Regions from separate parts of the Danio rerio genome. Here region 2 is linked to region 1. The links are chromatin contacts, called in public Micro-C maps. All regions are on one chromosome and are shown on one strand. The core of a region is the stretch at or near the end of the contact, and the rest is flanking DNA. Distances in the headings are between cores, read along the strand shown. Region 1 overlaps tiam2a (TIAM Rac1 associated GEF 2a). Region 2 overlaps tiam2a (TIAM Rac1 associated GEF 2a).

The links. Hi-C and Micro-C count contacts between places; a contact is called where the count stands out from the background.
Region 2: a contact with region 1 is called in a Micro-C map of caudal fin, with 5 times the contacts expected there. The contact joins two enhancer-like sites. A contact is called at or near these places in 3 of 18 Hi-C or Micro-C datasets (caudal fin, embryo and an unstated tissue) and 1 of 4 datasets of contacts at active chromatin or transcription factors (caudal fin).

The regions. Positions count from the first base shown.
Region 1 is chr17:55,089,367-55,092,564 of GRCz12tu, forward strand. All of the region lies in intron 1 of tiam2a (TIAM Rac1 associated GEF 2a), which reads left to right. All of the region lies in intron 2 of LOC141378395 (a long non-coding RNA gene), which reads right to left. Among named protein-coding and RNA genes, the nearest start is that of tiam2a, 5.8 kb to the left of the region's middle. Within about 2 kb of position 1,900, at least 13 of the 62 cell types and tissues checked have an H3K27ac peak or open chromatin away from gene starts, as enhancers often do. A contact at or near this core is called in caudal fin, where this site is marked.
Region 2 is chr17:55,197,098-55,200,270 of GRCz12tu, forward strand. tiam2a (TIAM Rac1 associated GEF 2a) reads left to right here. Exons shown (of 26, transcript XM_073927637.1): 9 at 1,239-1,406; 10 at 2,596-2,700; 11 at 2,785-2,863; 12 at 2,984-3,073. Among named protein-coding and RNA genes, the nearest start is that of tiam2a, 110 kb to the left of the region's middle. Within about 2 kb of position 1,289, at least 1 of the 62 cell types and tissues checked has an H3K27ac peak or open chromatin away from gene starts, as enhancers often do. A contact at or near this core is called in caudal fin, where this site is marked.

The DNA.
Region 1 (3,198 bases), core at 650-3,149:
TTATCCAAGGTTATCATACCGTCAGAATCTTATACCGGCCCATGCTTACTCCCGACCCCCACATTGGGAACCACTGTTCTAACACTTAGACAATTAATTATCCTATGAGGGCCTAAAGAATGTTCATAAATTGAGAAAAATAAATAAAACTGCCCTAGTTCATGACAGATACACACATACAGTTGAAGTCAGAATTATTTGCCTCCCTGAATTATTAGCGCCCCTGTTTATTTTTTTCCCCAATTTCTGTTTAATGGAGGGAAGATTGTTTCAGCACATTTCTAACATAATAGTTTTAATAACTCATTTCTAATATCTGATTTATTTTATCTTTGCCATGACAGTAAATAATATTTGACTAGATATTCTTCAAGACACTTCTATACAGCTTAAAGTGACATTTAAAGGCTTAACTAGGTTAATAAGGTGAACTAGGCAGGTTAGGGTAATTAGGCAAGTTAGTCTATAATGATGGTTTGTTCTGTAGACTATCGAGAAAAAAATTAGCTTAAAGGGGCTAATAATTTTGTCCTAAAAATAGTTTTTAAAAAATTCAAAACTGCTACAAAACAAAAGACTTTTTCTAGAAGAAAAAATATTATCAGACATACTGTGAAAATTTCCTTGCTCTGTCAAACATCATTTTGGAAATGTTTAAAAAAGAAAAAAAAATCAAAAGGGGGCAAATAATTCTGACTTCAACTCTACGTGCATAATCAGATGTTATCTTTATATATATTTTTATTTTTATATATATATATATATATATATATATATATATATATATATATATTTTTTTTTTTTTACATGTAAAACATTTTACCGAACTAAATAGTCAGTGACAGCAGCAGTTATATAAAAAACAAAATAAAATAATAACAACAACATTTTTGATGTATGACGTAAAATGACCAACTAAAACCAGCTTGGCCAGCCTGGTTTAAGCTGGACACAGCTGGTTTTGGCTGGGCTCCCGGGCTGGTCAAGCTGGTTTTAGCTGGTCATCTCCTAGCCTGAACAGCTAAGACCAGGCTGGAAATTGTTGGAATTCAGCCTGGAAATGGCCAAAACCCCTCTAAAACCAGCCTGGTCAACCAACTAATACCAGCCAACCAGCTTAGGCGGGTTTCAGCTGGATTTTTCAGCAGGGCTATCTGACCATTTGTGCGCAATTTGAAGTCACGGTTTTAATTTCACACTTTAGATTAAATTTAGTCATTTAGCTAAATGACTAAATTGAATTGTACTTTTTATTTTAATTGTCTTGGTTTTTGTAATTTTTAAGAAAGCATATACTTTCAAAAGATGCGTCTTGACAAATGAGGGCGAGAGAAAATAAGACTTTACAACAAAATACAGTTCTTTATCTCATGTTAGGTATTTTACAAAAAAAATTTTTAGCCTTTTTTCTCTATTACATTTGCTAGGTTAGAAACAAAGTACATTAAAATGGTCTTAAAATAAAAAAAACACCAACCTGACAAAACCAAAACTGGCTGAATAAAGAACCGACTAACGTTAACCTTAAGCTTTACTCGTTCACAAGATGGCGCCAAAACAATCTAAACCGCCGCGTGACAGACAAGCAGACACATGTGGATGTAAGTATGCTTGAACGTATTCACTGACAGTCAAGGTGATACGAAGCCGTGTGATAACTAATATTAACAACCTTCAATACTTTAAAAAGTGTTAGTAGTCTTCCTTATGTCACATCTAAGCTGTAGAAACACTGCAGAGATGACGAGCTCAGGTCATGTTAATGACCAGACTGATATTCATGATTTTAAATAATAATAACAACAAATCTGTCTTTAACTTGCTTCAATATTTGTCTGTTTCACTGCACCCTTAACTTCAATCAGAGCTAAATTACTTCTCAATCTATGGCTTTAGTTTAGAATCTAGCAGATGCAGAATATAACCAGTAGAGGTCAGACTTCACTTTCAAACACCATGGAGTTTTTTTAAGGAGCGTGTACTTCTGTGCTTCCCAATTCTGGTCCTTTACACACTTATTATTACACTGAAGGCAGAAACACTTCATTTTCTGTTCTGAAAAGTACCTGCTATTGTTTTGCTTGACTCAAAATTTAACTTCAGCTTTACAAACGCTAAAAAAAAAGCTGGCTTCCACACAATTCCTTGATGTTCTTCCAAGACAAACTGATTAAATGAACATCTTCGTTTTTACAAATTGAAGTGGATTGAACATTGAACCGTTAAGTAGTCCCCCAAAAATAAAAAAATTGTGTTGAGTCAGCTCATTTTATATACAGGGTTCATAGATACGGTCATGGAAAACATCACATTTAGTCACAACAGATGCTTTTGTCCACATCGACTTATGACTGAGGAAGCATTCAGCGATTCAACAAGAAGAGGCAATACACAGCAAGTGTTAATAATACAAAGGAACTGTTTGTCCTCAGAGAATTAAGTGCTAGAGTTAGGAGGGGGAGGCTTTTGTTGTTGTATTTTAAAGACAGAAGAGTGTTTCAACAGGTGGTTTGTCAAGCACACTCACCTGTGTGAGTTTGATTGTTTGTTTTTTTTTTTAGATATGGAGTGAGTAATATTATCATCTGATATTTTTACCATTGCTGTTATGTACGTTTATACACTCAGAAATAAAGCTATGCAAGCTGTCACCTTTTCAAAAGGTACACATTTGTACTTATAGGGTCCATATTGGTACCTCAAAAGTATATATTGGTTCCTAAAAATTTCAGGAGGAACACTTTTGTACTTTTTAGGTACTAATATGTACCCTTGAGGTATTAATATGGACCTTTTAGATGCAAATTTGTACCTTTTGAAAAGGTGCCACCCCAGTGACAGCTCTCATACCTTTATTTCTGAGAGTGTAGATCTTTTGTGAACTATCCCTTGGTTTAAAAATGATCACCATCTTTGGAGTAAATCGACTTTAATCGACTTACGACTTAAAACAATGTTAAAATTGTATTTTTACTCAAGTTTCTAATTGTTGTTTGTATTTCTTTTTTTTATATTTGTTTTAATCCTCTTCCGCTCGCCTATCCTCGTGTCTGTTCAGGATTTTGACCATCTCTGCTGTGATAATTTACTTACTTCCTTTTTTTATTATTACATTTTTATTTGCGTCTTTAACATTTGATGACATGATGAGAAGTTGGGCGGTTTTATAGGACACCAACTGTTGGAGTACATCACAGG
Region 2 (3,173 bases), core at 39-2,538, 110 kb after region 1:
ATCAATTAGTCTATAAATAATTAATTTCGTTTGTTAAGCGCAAATATTTGTTTCAAAACTATTTCTAAATTCAGTTCTAATTTCCAGCAAACGAATAAATGAACAATAATGACCAAGTGTGATCAAAATACTGAGTTATTTTCAAATACACCTGCCATGCCCCATATGGTCTAAAACCTGACAGGTGGGCAAATCTAAGCTTGTTTTTAATAAAACAAATATAAATATGGATATAATAAATAATCCTGCTAATAATAATAACATTATACAAAAGCAAATTGTAATGAATGAACTGAAAAAGCCTCCCGAGATGAAGAAGACATATAAGCAGTGATTTTTCATATTTATGTAGGCTAGAAAATAATATGTTTTGTAATATTTTAATCCTTCATATTTATATCCTATATCTATTCTTATTATATCCTATATATATCCTTAATATTTACATTTTTTCATATGTAAAGATATTTGCCTATTGCTCTCTTGTGCGTATTAAGCAGTGTGTAAGTGAGGGAGTTTAGACCGGGTTTGTTTTGGTCTAATGTTAAATCTATTATAGTTTTACAAAATAGCAACGCGCCAGCGGTCCGCCTCAGAACGCCTCCCTTTTTAGACCAGAACGCCTATGGGCGCACAAATGAACGCTAATGCATTTGCTATTTAAACAGCGTAGCGCAACGCCTCAAAACCACTCTTGTGCCAAGCTGAAACTACCAAAAGTCTACTGCGCCACGCCTTGTGCCACACTGCGCCAGGTGTATGATAGGGCCCTAAGTCAGAATTTGCCAGGGGTATGAATAATTTTGGGGTTAACTGTACACTATCTGACAAAGTCTTGTCACCTGTCCAAGTTTTAGGAACAACAAATAATAATTTGACCTCTAGTTGATCATTTGGTATCAGAAGGTATATAGAACCTCTTGTCTTTACCTTTAGATCTGAGACATGATTGTTTTGTGTGGTCTGTGAAAGTGAATAGGCATATCTGCTTCCAAAACCAGAGACTTAATCTCCACTGAAAAAGAACTTGTGTGTTTCTTTTTGAGCATCACATCCTTAAACTAGTAGAATTCCACTAAATGTTATGTTGTGGGTCAGGAAACAACTCGTATTCTTTAGTTTTAGCTTTACTTTTTATGAAATAATAATAATAATAATATTTTAATAGTGACAAGTCTTTGACCTAAGTCATGTTTCATCTTTGTTTTAATGAATGCTCATGCTCTTCTCTTTCCCAGCGGTTAGGCAGTTTGACGAATGTTTACTCAATTGTGCCACCTGAAGGCAGCCAGTGGGATTGCAGTCGAGAAAGCACAACATGCATCTACATGCCAAACTGCCAGACTGTTACTGTTCTCCTGAAAAGTCATCACACTGTCATGGATGTGTTGGCTGAGACCTGCATGGTAAGGCATCCAAAAATCTACCTTTTTTATAAAGTCATCATAATATTTAGATTAAATACTTTGATTTACCAACAAATCCTTTTTAATTTACCGGTACCTGCTGTTTCTGAAATGTGACAGAATGACAGTCTTTTAGCATCTATCTATCTATCTATCTATCTATCTATCTATCTATCTATCTATCTATCTATCTATCTATCTATCTATCTATCTATCTATCTATCTGTCTGTCTGTCTGTCTGTCTGTCTGTCTGTCTGTCTGTCTGTCTGTCTGTCTGTCTGTCTGTCTGTCTGTCTGTCTGTCTGTCTGTCTGTCTGTCTGTCTGTCTGTCTGTCTGTCTATTCCTCTGTTCATCTGTCCATCTGTCTATCTATCTATCTATCTATCTATCTATCTATCTATCTATCTATCTATCTATCTATCTATCTATCTATCTATCTATCTGTCTGTCTGTCTGTCTGTCTGTCTGTCTGTCTGTCTGTCTGTCTGTCTGTCTGTCTGTCTGTCTGTCTGTCTATTCCTCTGTTCATCTATCTATCTATCTATCTATCTATCTATCTATCTATCTATCTATCTATCTATCTATCTATCTATCTATCTATCTATCTATCTATCTATCTATCTATCTATCTATCTGTCTGTCTGTCTGTCTGTCTGTCTGTCTGTCTGTCTGTCTGTCTGTCCTTCTATCCGTCTGTCCCTCTGTCTATCTATCATCCATCCATCTGTCTACAGTACAGTCCTTATGATAATGGATATTTTTATGTTTCTGAGTGAATATAGACAATATTTTGGTGAGTTTTTTCCTGTTTACTTAAATTTAATTTAATGTTTCTCCACAACATATTAATTTGGATCTGCTCATTCTTGTATTGTGATCTATCTATCGATCTAATGAACAGTAAATTCAAAAGAGCTGCGTTTATTTGAAATAATGTAATTGTGTGACACAGGTTTATGCAGGTTTATTCACTCATCCATTTAGGATTCCATAAACCTTCAGGGCCATTTTTAGGATCCTTGCACACTCAGGAGCCACATTTTAATAAAACTATAGCACGTCATACCAAACTTTTTTTTTTAAATCGTTTTTGGCAGTGGTGTTCGTAGATAAATATAGATACCAATTTTATCGGCCAGCCCTACTGTTAAAAGAATCACATCTTAAGATAGATTTCCCTCTTGTAGCTCGTGGGCCTGGACCCCAGCACACACTGTTTGAGGCTGAGAAGATTCACAGGAGACAAGATGGAGATCTCAACACCATCAGCTCATGAGCTTCTGCAAGGCTTGGTAAGATACCGAGAATGTCAAAGCTATATATTGACATAGGGTGAACTGCATAACCGAGCACTGGTAACGTCTTTCTCACCCTAGCCATATGACGAATTGGAAGTTAGCCAGCTGCAAGTCTACACTCTGCACATGTCTAGACCCAGTCTAACTGGAGACTTTGGTAAGCAGGTCACTGTTGTGTTGTAAGTTTAATGGCTGTTTTGAAAGCTCTTGGGGGCTGATTGCTCTTCACACTGCGCGCTGTTTCTCACTTCTTTTCTTTTTTTTTTTTCTCCTCAAGGCTTTGCTGTTACAGGCTATGTAGACAGCCTCAAAAACAGCCATATCATTGTCAGCGAAGTTCTCCCTGATGGGCTCGCTTTCAGCAAAGGTAATTTCACTTGTAGTCATTTTAGACACTTGCTAGTTATAGCTTTTAGCCACTTTCACACTGTACTAACAGTAACTATCTGTAAAATGTCCAGAATTAC